Regions from separate parts of the Mus musculus genome. Here region 2 is linked to region 1. The links are chromatin contacts, called in public Hi-C maps. All regions are on one chromosome and are shown on one strand. Each heading gives the region's core, a stretch centred on a gene start, on an enhancer-like site or on the middle of the called end of the contact. The rest is flanking DNA. Distances are from core to core; before and after follow the strand shown.

Region 1 (7,495 bases), core at 4,385-6,884:
CTTAGGTGACAGGAGTCAGGAAGATGGCTGGAGAATCGGGTCTGGGGCAGGAGCCCCTTTGAGACCATTTCATTCAGCCAGACTGGCTTTGGAAAGCCAGCGCAGTGTGGTCTCTCCTCGCAGGCTCCAAGCCACACCTGAGTACAGGAACTGCGGTTGAGTTGGGCTGTCAGCTCCGGGCCATAGATTGCTCTATCCATACTGTCACCAAGATGGTGAACTACTGAAACGGCTTAGGGTCGAATTTACAATACCAGCCACAAGCTTTCAATTTGTACGCAGTAATTGTTGCATGCCTGTGCACTGTGCACTGTTCAAAAACCTATTTGCTCACTTGCTTTGTTAAAACAAATTTCAGTTACATTATTACTTCTACAATCCCCATTTAATGCATAGGTAAGTTAGGCTAAGACGATTAAATGGATTTGCCTACAGACTCGACTTAAGTAGAACTGGGAAGAAATCTCTCTCTCTCTCTCTCTCTCTCTCTCTCTCTCTCTCTCTCTCTCCCTCCCTCCCTCCCCCCGTTTGTGTGTGTGTGTGTGTGTGTGTGTGTGTGTTCCCACAGTTACCTAAGTCTTCTACAGTAACAATTACTTTCCCTCCAATTTCGACAAAGAATCGAATCACAGGAGAGCTAGGGTCGCTTTCACCTCTTAAGCAGCTCAGCTCAGGGAGCATCGAGCTCCTTGGCCCTTGCGCTGGGGAGCTCAGAGCTTAGAGGGTCGGCCAACACAGGTGGTCCAGTAGATAAAGCGGGGCTGGTTAGCAATTACCCCGGGGGCACGCTAATTGAGTCTGCCTGACACCAGCTTTTCACTCCGCTTTGATTTACTGTTGGGGTCAGGTCCTTGCGCCCAATTGCACTACAGGAACCCTGCTTGTTTGAAGCAAGCGCTCAGGTTGCTCCTGGCCGCATACCCCCCACCCCCAATCATACCGAAGTTTCCTATCTTTTCTGGATGTCATTTAATTTTTATCACGTAGCCTAGGCTGGCCTCGAACTTGTTATGAAGCCCAGAATTAACTTTAACCCTCCTGTTGTCAAGGCTCCAGTGCTGGGATTTCAGGCAAGCGACCGTTTTATGCCCTGCTGGGTGCTGGGGGCTTTGTCCGTGACTTGATTTCTTGATGTCTTTTCTTTGTAGGGTCAGGTGGTGAGTCGCCTTCCTGAAGAATTTTCCTAGGGTAATGGGGTGCAACTGGGGGAGTTGTTGGCGATTTATTTGGGGCTGGTGCTAGGGGATCGGCGTGAAGCATGGAGGGGCTGTGGGGAATAAAGGAGGAGGGAAAGTTAGGAAGTAGGAGATCCCAACAAAAGGTGGGATTTGGAAGTCTTTCTCAGAGTGGGCGGAGTTGACACAACGGTTCGGCTGGGTCATAAATTAATAGATTTATCCCTCAATCAGGGGGAAGCCATTAAAATATTCTTGGCTTCGTCTGTGGGAAAATAATTTTTTTGATGGAGTTGCCCCAGAAGACCCCGTGAAACCCCTCACTCCTGGCCTCCCATTTCCTCTCTGCGGGAAGGAGGGGGCAAAGATGGACTCTGGGGAGCCCTCCTCTCCATATTGGCCGGCAGCTTGAATTTGACTTCAGGCGTTCCTTTCTATTTCTTAGTTTGATCTCCCACCTCGGAGACTTGGGACCCCAGCGGTATGCGTCCCCTAGCCAGCCCAGCCCCTGTCACTGCTGTCCCTCCCGCCAGCAAACTGCAAAGACCTGGAGTGAGCACTTGGCCTCTCTAAGTTCAGGCATGACAAGCGCCTGGCACTGGAGAACCAGAGAAGTCTAGCAAAAGTGGAAGGAAGTGTCCCCCACAGGGAGGTGACAGACTCCTTCAGAGCCTTTAGGAGATAAGCCTGGCCAGGCCCCCTAAGACTCCCAGTGTGGTCCCGGGCCCCTGAAGGGTCCTTTCAGAGGATCCCTTAGGTCAAAACTATTTTCACAATAAAAGGTTATTGCCTACCCCACAACTCTCTCAGGGGATAGTTTGTAGTGGTGACATCATAATGTGTGCGTTTATAACGTTTTGCAAACATTCCAGGTTTTTTTTTATTATTATTGTATTTCGGTAAAAAATGCTTTTCAAAAATCTTTCCATGCTCAGCCTCTGTTTGTAGGACTGTTCACATTTACTTAATCATGAAATGAAAAATAGATTTTGTCGACTGCAGCGGCCATATTTGAATTGCTCCATAGCCCACGCTATCAGATGGGAGAGGCGCTGACTTGCTATCTCAGGGTTTTACTGCTCTAGGCTAATGTATAAAAGTAGATATAGTCCCACAGACAAACACTGGGTGTAATCTTGGAGGCAGAGGCAATAGGTTCAGGAATTTGAGATCTGGGCTGGGCTACATGGTTAGCCGAGGCTAGCCTGGGCTTCCAGAGACTCTGCCTCAGATAAGAAAATCATCCTGTAAGTTATAAAGAAAGTCTGTCAGGAAGTCTGAGGCTCGCTTGGATGCCTCCCCTCAGCACACAGGAGGCTGTGTGGGATGTGCTGTCTTTGTAATCCTGGACAGCTTTTGTAACTTTGAACTCTAAGCTTCGGTTCACTTGTTGCTGTTGTTTTGTTTTTAACAAATTAAAATTGAAAATAAGTCTTTTTCATACAATATATTCTTTTTACAGTTTCTCCTCTCAGATCCTCCCACCTCCCCACTAATCCAACTCTTTGCTCTTCTCTCTCAACCCCCACCCCTTTTAGAAAACAAACAGAGGGGAAAAAATCTAAATAAACCAGAGTAAGATACAATGAAGAAAAAAAACCCACAAAAAACCAAAACTGAAGAAAAAGAATGAGAGGCACAAACATATCAGGACACATGCCCAGACAAGCATAAATCTCAATCCCATCCAATCTGAGAAAAAATATATCTTTTTATTATCATCTGTCTGTCTGTCTGTCTGTCTTCAAAAGACAAGTAAGATTTTTTTTTAAAGGCGAGACAAAGCATTATGAGAAAAAAAAAATCTCCCCAAATACCACTGGGTTCGTGTTTTGGATTAGCCATCTATTGCTGGGTATGGTGCGTGCCCTTGAATGTGGTTTGTATACCAGTGAGATGCCATTGGAGAGAACTGATTTTTCCCTTTGCTGTCAGTTGGGGATAGCTAAGCTTCAGTGCTCCTCTAAAAACAAGCACAACAGAGGCAGGAGAAATAGCTCCTGGTTAAGAGCACTCCTCTTCCTGAGGACTCAGGTTAGTTCCCCATGTTAGACAGTTCCCAATGACCTGTAACTCCAGCTCCAGAGATCCACCATTCTCTTCTGGACTCCCCAGGGGCATTGCACTCATACACGGACATACACACAATTAAAAAAAAGTACTCTGAAAAATGCTGAAGTAGGAATAGTAGTAATAACCCTGCCCCTTCCAGGTGACTGTGAAGAACGCATTACATAGAGTTAAACAGTAACCATGCCTCTGTTTAAACAGCAACCACTCCTGTATCCATGATAGCTGTTTCTGCATATGTAAAGGGCAACAGTAAGCTGTAAGTAACAGTAAGCTGTAAGTAAGTTTAGTACTGGTGAGGGAGTCACGTTACTATATAACAATATTCAGGACATTTTTATTTGGTGAAGCTGGAATTCTCTACTATTAAAAATCTTGCCACAAGAGGCTCCCGAGACCCCACCTCTAACAGGGGGACTGCGGGTGGCTAATGGCTGCAGGAGAAGGGGAGGTAGTTTCCTTCAGTAATGTAGCCACTGGTGTGTTCCCCCACTGGATATGAACTACTCATTCTTATCCATGTCACCATGGGGCGGGGAGGGGGACACATCAAAATAGAGGGAGCTTTTGGGAAGAAGAAGGGCTTGAGAGAAAGTGGGTGGAGAGGAAGGAAAAGAGGGAGAGTAGGAGAAGGATAGAGGGAGGGGGGAGGGTAATAGAGGTGAAAAATACCCTAAATTCAGAATCCACTCGAATAAAGTTGTCAAGGAATGAAAAGCAAGGCAAAACCTTTCCCATAATTAATATTTTTATATTGATGGGAATCAAACCCCAGGCTTTGGACCAGAAATCTCTTCTTAAGAGCTAACCATCCTAGTTAAGTATTAAAGTCATTCTCTCAGGGCAGCTGGAGTAGTTGGGAAAGGACAGCCAGAGAGGCGACGATGTCATCAGGCCTCACCCCTTCCTTCCCTGCTGCATGCGCTGCACATACCCTTGCATTGGAGATGACCGGTGGCTTCCTTCGTGGCTAGTGAGGTGGGTCCTGTGTGGTCCACAGCTGCCTGTAACTCCTACTCAAAGGGATTTTGCTCCCTCTTTTGGTTTCTATGGGCATCATGCACCTGTGCCCATATCTCTCCCCCACCCCAAACACATAATTAAAAATTGAATAAAAATCTAAGATTAATACAATGGCAGTACTGCCTTTAGGTGCAACTTGAGATGGTATAGGCCTTAAAGGAAAGTTATTAACTCCCAGGACTGAAGGCTGACGGTGGGGAAGGGAGCTGCACTCAGGGATCTGTCTGAGAGGATCTTCATCCATGCTTCTCTCGGTATCTCCCTACACTAAGTCTGACTCATCCTGCTACCAAGCCTCTGTTCTTGTGTGTACTACACCAGCTAAAATCCACATGGTCTCTTACCCTAGGAAGATGTTGGATGACAATGATGGAATCCATAGGCCCCTCCTTTTGTCTGCATCAGCTGACCTTGATCCTTTGCCCTTTCCTGTCCACGGAGATTCCCTCAAAAAACCCTGAGTGAATTTGGAAAGAGGAAAAGGGAAACAGAAGATGAAATTCAGGAATCTATTACTGTACCTATCTTCAATTAGGGCACGAGTATGTTCTTTTATTTCCCTTCTTACCAGTTTACCAAGAAGCCATCTTCGAACTGGGGAGTGTTGACAGCTGTGGATCTCACCTGGACAGGCACACAGTTGATGACATCATTTCAGTCTTGACAGGATGCCTTCGTTTTACACGATGAACTCTGACCCTCTTGCGGGTCACGTCCCTCTTGGGGATTTGTTAGAATCCAGATTTAACTACCTCTCTACTAGATTTGCTTTTATAGATCTTCAGTGAGGTAGGGACTGGATATGTGGATGGTTAATGAGTATCCAAGGGGTTGTTATGATCAGACCAGTTTAGGAAATAGTGTAGTAGTGGTGGTGACGAGTGAGAAATGTCCTCACAGGCTCAGGTACTTGAATGTGTGGTTCCATGTGCTGTTTGGGAAGTCATGGAACCTTTAGGTGGTGCAGCCATGCAGGAGGAAGCACGCCACTGAGGGTGGGCATTGAGTGATCATGGCCTCAGTCCTCTCTCTGCTCTGTTTGCAGTGACAGAAGTGATTTTTCTTAGCTTCCCACTTTCTGGTCATTGTGTGTTATCACAACAGGAAAGCGACTGACACACTGACATCCTTTGCTGTGGCTGTTAGAGAACACAATAATCCCACCGGCTGGGTAAATGGCTCTGTAAATGTCCAGTGTTGAGGTTTCGCCTTTTACTGTCTATTGTAATGCTAAGTGTGGGCCCCCAAGACCTGGAGTCTGCACACAGCTCATGTGACCCTGTCCCCAAGTTAATTCTGATTGGTGAATAAAGATGTCAATAGCTGTGCAGAAGAGACATAGGTAGGGTTTAGGATTCCCAGGCTTGTGGGAGAGGAGCGCTCACTGGAGAGGAGGAAGGAAAGTCACAATGGGTTAAGGGTCAAGGGTCATGAGAACTACCCAATCAGAGTTAAGAGCAGCCCAGATGGAACATGGTAAATAGTAAGTAATAACTCAGGGTTATCAATAGTGAAGTGGATTCTAACAGCTTGGAGGTGAGGTATCCATCCGTTCAGCTATTGTGCTGCTTAAGGCTTGTAACTATGAAGGCTGTGAGTGTGTTTTTCATCCAGGAACTCAATAACCAAAGGTGGGGTAGAAACCTCGGCTGGGATTTAAATAATTTATTATAACACTCCAGAGGTAAGGTATGGATTTAGGGTGCTGATATCAATTTCAACTGTGCATTCTTTGTCATCCCCTCCCTTCTTCCGTCTCTCCATCCTTTTCCTCCTTTCAGGCTTCCATCTCTGTTTTATTTTCAATCGCGTGTCTTTGTGCCCTTGTGTCGGTCCCACTGAGGCCAGAAGAGGGCACCCAGTCACCTGGAACTGGAGTTACAGCTGGTTGTGAGCTGGCTGATATGGGTGCTGAGAACTGAGCTTAGGACCACAGCAGGAACCTTGCTTGCTTTTAAACCAGAGAGCTACCTCTCCAGTCCCATCTTCCCCTGTTTGCTTCCTTCCTCCCTTCTTCTCCTCCCCCCACCCCCCTCTCTGTTTTTGTGGTACAGAGGCTCACTCTGCTCAGGCTGGCCTGGAACTCACTTTGTTGCCAGGGTTGACCTTGAACTCCAAATGTTTTTGTCTCTGCATCCCCAAAGGCTGGGATTTCTGGCTCACACCTCCGGGCTCACTCTCCCATTTTTGTCTTCTCCTTGAACAAATTTTATTGTACTATTTAAGTATTATATCACAAATTATTATTATTTTTGCAAACAAAGTAGACTATAATAGAAGGAATTCTGGCAGGATGTAAAGGGACGGATTCTACGGGTCATTCTGAAGACACTTTTCGATGGACTGTTTCTGGAAGTGTGAAAGCCACCCAGAGATGTTTCCACAAGTCACAGCAGGCTGGGGAGGGAGTATCAGCTTGTTTCTTAGGCTACTACCCCAATTTAGCATCAACCTAGTGACTTAAAACTTCCTCACTTTATTGTCTCACCATTCTGGATGCCAGACATCTGAAATGAGTTTTTCAGGGTGAAGACATGGTGTTGACAGGGGTAGATCCTTCTGGAAGTCACAAGGGGAGAAATGTGCTTTATTATAGCTTCAGGTTGCTGCTGGCACTCCGTGGTTTATGTCCTTGTCACCTCAGTCCTGGTTTCTCTGATGACATAGACTTCTGTTCTGCATCAAATTTCCTTTGGGCCTCCTCATGTGTGTGTGTGTGTGTGTGTGTGTGTGTGTGTGATGTGTGTGTATATATGTATATACATGTATACATGTGTGTATGAAGGTCAGAGGTGAGCCTTGGGTGTTGCTTTAGACGTATTCATCTTATATGGTATGCATGTGGTATATGTGTGCATTGTTTGTATGTGTGTGTGTGTGCACATGTGTTTGCTTGTAGATGTTAGAGAAAAACTTTGGGTGTGCCGTCCTATCTATCTCTGCATTATTCTTTTGAGACAGGCTGTCTCAACTGAACCCAGAGCTATACCAGCAGCCAGTAAGTTGCAGGGATCCTCCTGTCTCCGTGCTTCACAGTGCCATGGATACAACCACATCTGTTTTTATTTCTATTTTTATTTTTTTAATGTGCATACTTGGGACACTCATGTTTGCATAACAAGTCCCCCCCCCCAAGTCATATTTCTAGCCCTCTTGCATTTGAGACAAGGTCTCTCATTGGCTGGGGGGGGGGTCCACCAATTAGGACAGGTTGGTTGGTCAATAAG
Region 2 (7,665 bases), core at 5,165-7,664, 5.5 Mb before region 1:
GACTTGAAAAAAAAGAAATGAAAAGAAAAGAGTTTCGTGTGCACAGGAGCACACAGCCAAGTTTGCAGACAAACATTGATCTGAATTTATTTTGTATGCTTAAATGGTATGTGTGTAAGGGGGGAGGGGGCATATAAAATACTCAGATACCAGTCACTCATGAGCTAGTCTCACAGTGCATTCATGTTTAATTAATTTCACCCAAAGCTTGGGAACAAGAGGGAGGTCCAGGTCTGAGTATTTTTGTAAAGAATCCAGGTACCACTGCCTACCTCTTGTTCTAATACAGCCAAGTAACAATTGCATCTTAAACTACTCTGTGTCAAAGCTTCTATGTAAGTCTGTGATTTGGGATATTGTTCCCATTTTACAGATAAAGAGAACTGAGACATAGTCAGGTACAATACAAGATCACAGAGGGTAGGCAACTCCTAGCCAGTGGCCTGCTGTGACCCTCAGATTCCTAAGTCCTCTCTTGGATCTCTACCCTCAGGTGGGGTCAGAGTTGTTTTAATGCATCTTGGGTAATTTTGATGAATAGCAGGTTCTCAGATCTGCCTGCCCCACATCACCATCTCCCAACCCTGCCACCATGCTGGCTGCCTAACAGCCTGCTCCTCCACGTTGGATAAAACATTTAAAACATATTTAAATTTTGGGAAACTATGTAGCATATGGACTTTGCCTTTTGATCTCAAAATGATGACAAACAGATACTTAGATACTTCATAAAAGAAATATTACCAGAAAAAAAATTATAGAAATCTGGCTTTCAGCTTGATTGTGCTTTAATTTAAACAAAATGCAACTTTGCTGGGTTCCCTTCTGTGGTATTCAGGCCTGGGCCTGTTTGTCTCTTGTGATGGTTCTCAGTCAACACTGAAACTGGATCTGTAACTTAATTCCCATCACCAAAACCCAGAAAATGTAGAAATACCTCTGAATTCTCCCCCTGGACTCAGAGACCAAAGGAAAGGAGCCAGGAAAACACCCCAAACCCTTAAACAGCACTAGGCAAGGGGGCGATCACTCTGCCATCCCTTGCTATGGCCCAACCTCTTGCTAGTCCCTGCAAAGTGTCCCCATCTCAGCACCAGTGTCTGCACCAGCTTTGGCGCGCCACCTCCGCAGCAACAGGCGGGGGAGGGGACATGGCGGGGACAGCGCGGGCCTGGCGATGGCCCACATCTCCCTGCCGCGTGGGACACTCGCGGCCTGGGATCAGGTGGCTGCCCTGTTCGGTCCGGTGTGCGCCGAACCGGGGCGAACCGAGCTGAAAGGCAGCTTATGGCTGCTAAGGAAGGAGGCGAGGGCCGCAGGACACGGGTGGGGGCAGGCCAGGCAGCGGGCAGGTGGCCCGGATCCCTGCACGCTCGGCGGCGAACAAGCCACAGCATCTATCCCCCCCGGCCTGGATGCTGCGAACCAACGGAGAAGGCCAGGCAGGAGTGAGGACAGGGGGCACCGCGTGGGAGCCCCGCTCGCGCCTGGCGCCCGCCGAACACACTCCCCGCCTTCCAGCCCTTCCCATAGTTTTTCCAGTACAGCGGGAGTGTTCCTCGCAGGCTTTGGAAAGCCAGCACCGAGGGGGCTCCGACTCGGAGAGAGGTGGCCTTGGGCATGAAGACAACAGAAGGCCACGCGGCCACTCTCGTAGAGCATTACAACCCTGCCAGGCTGGAAAGAGTGGCGGTGCCCAGAGGCTTGGCGTGATTTTGCCCACTGTGCCCCGCGTGCCGTGGAGTCTGCTGACACGAGCACTCTCACCCACCCCACTCCCGCGCCCCTGCGGCCGGAGCCTGCCTTTTGTACTTCGCTGACAGCAAGACTGGCTGATCACACCCACTGGTGGTGGCGGCGAGTGTGTTGGTGTGTGTGTGAGAGAGGGAACATTCCACTCTGTGACACCTCCAAGTACGGGGAAGAGCACCCTGTTTGTCTCCGCAGGAGTCCCACCGCTTATCTCTGACCAAAGCGCTCTTCCAGTTTCCCTGTTGTGGACTGAAGAAGATAAGATAACTCTGTGTGTGTGTGTGTGTGTGTGTGTGTGTGTGTGTGTGTGTGTGTGTGTGTGTGTGTTTAAAAAGAAAGAAAGAAAGAAACAAAACCGAAATCACAGACTCTCTGCACCCTGGCCCTCAAAGCCTGGGAGGGGTTGCAGATGAACAAGCAATCTCAGGGAGTCTGAGCAGCCCCACCGAAGGCCTGGCGAGTGCCTCTCGCATCGCAGCCCGGTGCAGTGGCTGGGTTATGTAAGTAAGAGCCCTCCCTGCGCTCCGCACCATCTGTTAATATCTTGATATTGGAAAGTTCGGTGCCTGAGGCAAAGCCAGGGCTGGCGGAGAATAGCTTCCAGCCTACTCCTTATTCTTCTAGGGCAGGGAATACCCTCCCCTGGCCCTTTGTTCGTTTCTGTCCACTTCCCCGCATCAAGCTGTCCTATGACACACACTCCCTCGGTCACCAGTAACCCTTCATTCCCGTGGGGTTGTGTTTTTCTTTGAGGTCACCTTGTTGCGTGTTAAGTCTTTCCTATGAATGTTTACGAGTGTGGCGATCCTGTGCCATTTTATGGTAAAATGTGTGTGGGTGGGTGCTCTTTTTGTTCTGGTGGGGAGAAAGCTTTATCATTATTATTATTATTATTATTATTATTATTATTATTATTATTTTAAATCAGTTTTTCTGACAGTCCTCATGGCTCCCAACTTCTTTGGAGGGACTCGCTGGTGTTTACTTTGAAAGCTGTTGGTTAAACAAACATCACTCGAGGCTTCTGTGCAGTGGCGTCCCCAAGAGAGAGCTGCCACAGCTGCTACTTGCCACTGATCTGGTGGCATTTCACTTTCTCCCCCGCCACTCAGAACAAATCCAGGTTGGGTTAGGCGTCATGCTGGGAACAGGGGAGGAGAGGAAGAGGCCAGCCGTCAGCCCGCCTCTAGGCGACGTGCAGCAGGCTGGTCTGCTCCCGCTGCTACAGCGACCTCCCTCTCGTCCCCTCCTCAGGTGGGTGGTGGTGGGTGGGTGGGCAGGCAGGAGGCCTCCAAGGCTCTCCAGCATCCCGCTCTCGGTTTGCCTCTTCATTGGATCCGCTTGACCCCCCCCCCCCCCGCCCCCAACATCTTTTAGGCACTGGTGCCTGCTGTTTGTAAGGTTTCAGATGACCTATAAAGCAATGCTTTCCCTTCCTGGCCCCTAAGGGTTTTTAAGAAGAAACAGGAGGAAAAAGTCAAGGCAAAGTGTGTTCAGCCCGGATGCACAACTGCTTTTCGCTAACAACACTTTAATCACTCTTCAGATAAGCCACTAGTACAACCTGCAAGAGCGCGGCTCATCCCAAGACGAATCAGAACTTGTGCTCACTTTAAGTGTCTAGGATGGTGCTGGCCAGGATGGGCAAAAGAATGGTTTGCAAGGAGCTTGGCCCCTGACTTCGCAGATGTAGCCGGTATTTAGGACACCTCTGGTCTCCAGGCTGACTGATAGCTTTTTCTCTATCAGAAAACAAACCGCGAGTCGGCAGAGATAGGGGCCCTGGGCCTCACGACCGCGACTGCTCTAGTGCGGCTTGGAACCCAGGGGAGCTCCGCTTAAGCCCTGGCCAGACAGCACGCCGGGAGCTTGGCTCACGCGTGGCCTGGACAGTTAGGGGGCAAGACAGGGCTCGGCTAAACCTTTCAGAACCCCAGGTCGCCACCCCAGCTCACACGCCCAGCATGGCCAGCGCTCGGCTTTCCACGCGCAGCTCCTGTGCCCTACTGCGGGCTGCGAACTGCTGCAGCTGAGCCTCAGAGGCGCAGGCTGTCGGTGGGGAGTTTGCTTGTCTGTCTGGTGGTTACCCCAGCTTTATGTCAGGCCTATTTTGTCCCTCTGCGAGATTGATAAATGACTTATTTGAGGGCACGCAGGAAACTTTTCCCGCCGCCAGATCCCAATCGTGTCATGTGCAAAGCGTGCGTCCGAACGCTAAGTGCAACTACAACAAACTACAACAGAGTGGAATCTCTCCGTCCACCCTTGCCTCTTTTCTCCCCCTCCAACCTCCTTTCTTCCTTCCTCTGTATCCTCCCTTTTAGCCGTCGAACTGACGCTAACTTACAAGCGCAAACAGATTCTTCAAGAGAAAAAATAAAGGGTCGAAAAAATTCTCGAATCCCAAATTCCACCCTTTTCAGTACATCCGTTTACCTCAAAGGTGTCCAACCCATATTTCACCCCCATCTAACGGGCACGTGAGTGGGTAATTTCACTCCCTGGCCCCGATTTACGACAGGAGTCCATCATTGGAGGTGCGGGTAGTGTACTGAGCAAGCGCTGGGCAATGCTGTTTCCCGACTTGAGCTCGGGAAAGTCTTCAGGCAGTCAAGGAGGTGGGAAGACGGATAGGTGTGCTTAGGTGAGCTTTTTTTCCTGCACACCCACCTACCTCTCTCTCTCTCTCTCTCTCTCTCTCTCTCTCTCTCTCTCTCTCTCTCTCTCTCCCTCCCCCCCCCTGTCCTTTTCAATATTTGAATTCCGTGCCTGCCAAAAGTTTCCCACAGGGCACACACTTCAGACATACACACTGACACCGTTGTTCGACTCACAGGGGATTAATATCCTCTCCCATTCTGATAAATCGGAGAAGGTCCTAGAGTGTGCGCGGCAGACGATGGCGGCGGGTCTGCTGGTGTACTCGCATCTTATAAATACCCTGTCACAACACGTTTCAACCTTTGATCTGATTGAATTGGAGGGACTCAGAAAAAATTCTTGTCCCCACAGCACCTTTTGTAAAAGTCTCTAATCTCCTAGGTATGAACATTTAAAGTGCTTCTCAGCTCTTGAGGCTCGGGGTTTATGGAGTGTTTATGTCCACACTGCCTCTTTAGTAAGCGCTGCTGTTAACTGTGCCCAGGGAGAGGACCATTCAAGCTGAGGCTGGAGGCTCTTCAGCATTTGTCAAGGAAAGCCAAGGCCCTCTTTAAGAGCCACGTTATCTGAAGAAACCTTGCTGCTAATTTTCACCCAAGATGTCAAACCAACGTGTGTTTTATGTGGCTTTAAGTATTAGAGTCTGAGATGTCTTGCCCAATAAACTTTTAAGTTTGTCATTCAGACTTCGAAATCATGTGAATCCTATATCGAACTAGTTTCTTTGGCCATGTAGGGATGTGCGAACTGGAGAAGGGTGGCCAGAAACGATGTTTATAGCATATGTGGTCACTATGCCTACAATTGAAATAATACTTTTAAAGGTAATCGGGGGCGAATTCCTATAAATTCTGAGGTCTGATTGACTGGGACTCAGCCAGTGCGGGTAGAGGTTTTTAATATCAGACTTAGCGGCCCCAGTGTGAAATCTCTGGCACTTATTTATTTTTTAAAACCTAAGCCTACCTGTGTTTGCTCATCCTCTTTAAAAGGAAACTAGGGTGACTGGTCCTATTGATACTATCTATGATCATTTCCAAAGCAGAACGAGTTGTGCCCCCCCCCCACAACATTCCGCCCTTTATGCCACCCCGACCCTTAAAATATCCACTTTTTTTTATCCTGTATACTTTTCCGAGCCTTCCTCCATCCCAGTCTGGGGAGTGCTCCCGGCCGCTGGGAGAACTCCATCATCTGTGTCAGTGAAATGGAAAAAAAAAAAAAAAAAAAAAAAAGACCTGCGTCCTGGAAGAGCAAGTGTGAGCCGGGCGCCGCGGTGCACAACGCCCGCAGATGGCTCGCGGCGGCCGGGGCGCGGCGATCCAGGCGCCCCAAGCAGTGGCAGGGCGGGGTGGGGGCCGGGGCTGGTGGCCCGGGCGGGGGAGCGCTGGGCCCCCCTCTCCTCCTCTCTCCCCAGCCCCTCACCCCCACCCCTTTTATATATATGTATATTTTTTTCCTCACAAGTTCTCTTGCCTCGCTATCCCCCCTTGAATCCGAAGGCGCCTCGCGATTGGGTGCTGGGACCGGGTACGTCAGTGGGACTGTGACGTGCAGTCTTCCTGTTTCCTTCAGCTGTGTCTTAAAGTAAATCTTGTTGTGGAGCGGAGCCCTCAGCTGAGAGAGCGCTGGGAAAGCGACGGCCACTGCAGCCGGGGAAGCCGCGCGGCGCACACAAGCCTCTCCGCCGTGCCCGCTGCTCCTCGGGCCACCGCTCCGCGCTCCAGCCCTCGCCGCCTTCTCCGCTCTCTCTCCCCTTCTTTCCCCGGGCTCCCGGCTCTGCCCTGCGCGCCTCTCCCCTCCCCTCCCTCCTTTCTCCCCTCGCCTCTCAGCACTCGCCCAGATCACTCGCTCCCGCACAGACTCACCGACCCCTGGGCCAATTATCACCAGTAAGACATCACCGCGTGCGCGCGTGGGTTTCTTCTCTGCCCGCAAGAGAAGAAGAGAGGGGGAGAGAGAGAGAGAGTGAAAAGAAAGAGAGAGAGAAAGAGAGAGAGTGGCTGCGCCCCGCTGCTGCCCGCACCGCGTAAGTATCTTCACCCGGTTGCTGTCCCCTCCCCTTTTCCAGAATCGCTCGCACTGGCTCGTTCTTGAATGGGAAAGAGAGAGAAGAGCCTCCCGTTACTCACACCCGTGTAAACATTCTTTTTCCAAGGGGGAAAATGGTGTTATTTACATGAATCGTGATCAAATAGCCTCTAAAAACAGTTTTCTAAGCAGGAGGCTCAGTGGAACTCCGAGCTCCGCTCCTCCCAGTAAACGAAGAGTAAGTGACCTGCTTGGCTTTTATTTCTTTCTCGCGCCTGCCGGTGACTGGGATGATGGTGGCGATGGGGGGAGGCTGGTGTTGCTGGACTTGTCGCTGATCTTGTCACCTTTTGTGTACTGTGTCTGGGATGCGCTGAGGCTCTGGCTTTCTTTTATTTTGTATTATTTTTATTTCTTTATTTTTCTTGCACTCTTTTCAGGGGAGGGGGCCGCGAGGGGGATGAGTCCCTTTTGGTTGTTGTTCTTCTAGATTTTTTTTTTCTTGCAATCTTCCCAGCTTCTTCTTTTTCTTCTCCGGGAGTTGAAACTCCAGGGCCTGTCCCCGAGTCCTTCTCCCTTTGTCTTGTTTATTCTAGCTGCCTTTCTTCCCGGCTTTCCCTATTTGCTTGCTGTTTGCATACCTTTCACTTCTCCTTTTTTAACCCGGGGCAGAGGGCCGGCCGTGGGGAAGAGGGCGGGGAGGAGGGGGCGCCCGGTGACTTTCCTCTGTGTGCTCAGCGCCGGGAGCTTGCACCCAGCTCTGCAACAGAGGAGAGACGAGTTGGGGGACGGTCCGGTACGGAGGAGCGAGCGCGGTGCCAGTCCACCCAGTCTGCTTGCGCCGCGCTGGGAAGCACTGAGTAGGGGGAGTTTGCCCGAGAGCCTCAGGGGTCGCTAGTGGGGCGACCTGGACGCCGCACCGAAGAGGGCCGGCCCGGGGTCGGGTTGTGCTTGGGCCGCCCATAGACGAGAAGAAGCTCCCAGCCATTACTGGCACGCTTGGGTGGTGGGCAGCTGCGCCCTGGCCTCGCTGAGTGCCGCTACTCTGCTGCCCCAGTTCCTAGGACTGGGGAGGGAGGAGAAGAGCCCAGCAGAGTGGAGAGGTGAGAGTGATTGTTGCTGAGAAGAAGGACGAGGAGGGCGGGAGGAAGGGGGAGAGCTGCTATCTTGCCTGAACAGACAAGGGGAAGAGACGGGGAGGGGGGCGGTAGACCTCACCCA

What was found. A called contact is a pair of places that touch in the nucleus more often than the background predicts.
Region 2: a contact with region 1 is called in a Hi-C map of embryonic stem cells, with 12 times the contacts expected there. The contact joins the promoter of Prox1os here to the promoter of 4930488B22Rik in region 1. A contact is called at or near these places in 1 of 39 promoter capture datasets (embryonic stem cells), 15 of 484 Hi-C or Micro-C datasets (all in embryonic stem cells) and 3 of 115 datasets of contacts at active chromatin or transcription factors (all in embryonic stem cells).

Annotation. Positions count from the first base shown.
Region 1 is chr1:184,710,636-184,718,130 of GRCm38.p6, reverse strand. 4930488B22Rik (RIKEN cDNA 4930488B22 gene) reads right to left here and starts at 5,634. Exons shown (of 3, transcript NR_040627.1): 1 at 4,837-5,634; 2 at 4,613-4,725.
Region 2 is chr1:190,169,045-190,176,709 of GRCm38.p6, reverse strand. Prox1os (prospero homeobox 1, opposite strand) reads right to left here and starts at 6,414. Exons shown (of 2, transcript NR_151620.1): 1 at 6,282-6,414. It overlaps Prox1 (prospero homeobox 1), which reads left to right and starts at 5,883. Exons shown (of 5, transcript NM_008937.3): 1 at 5,883-6,442.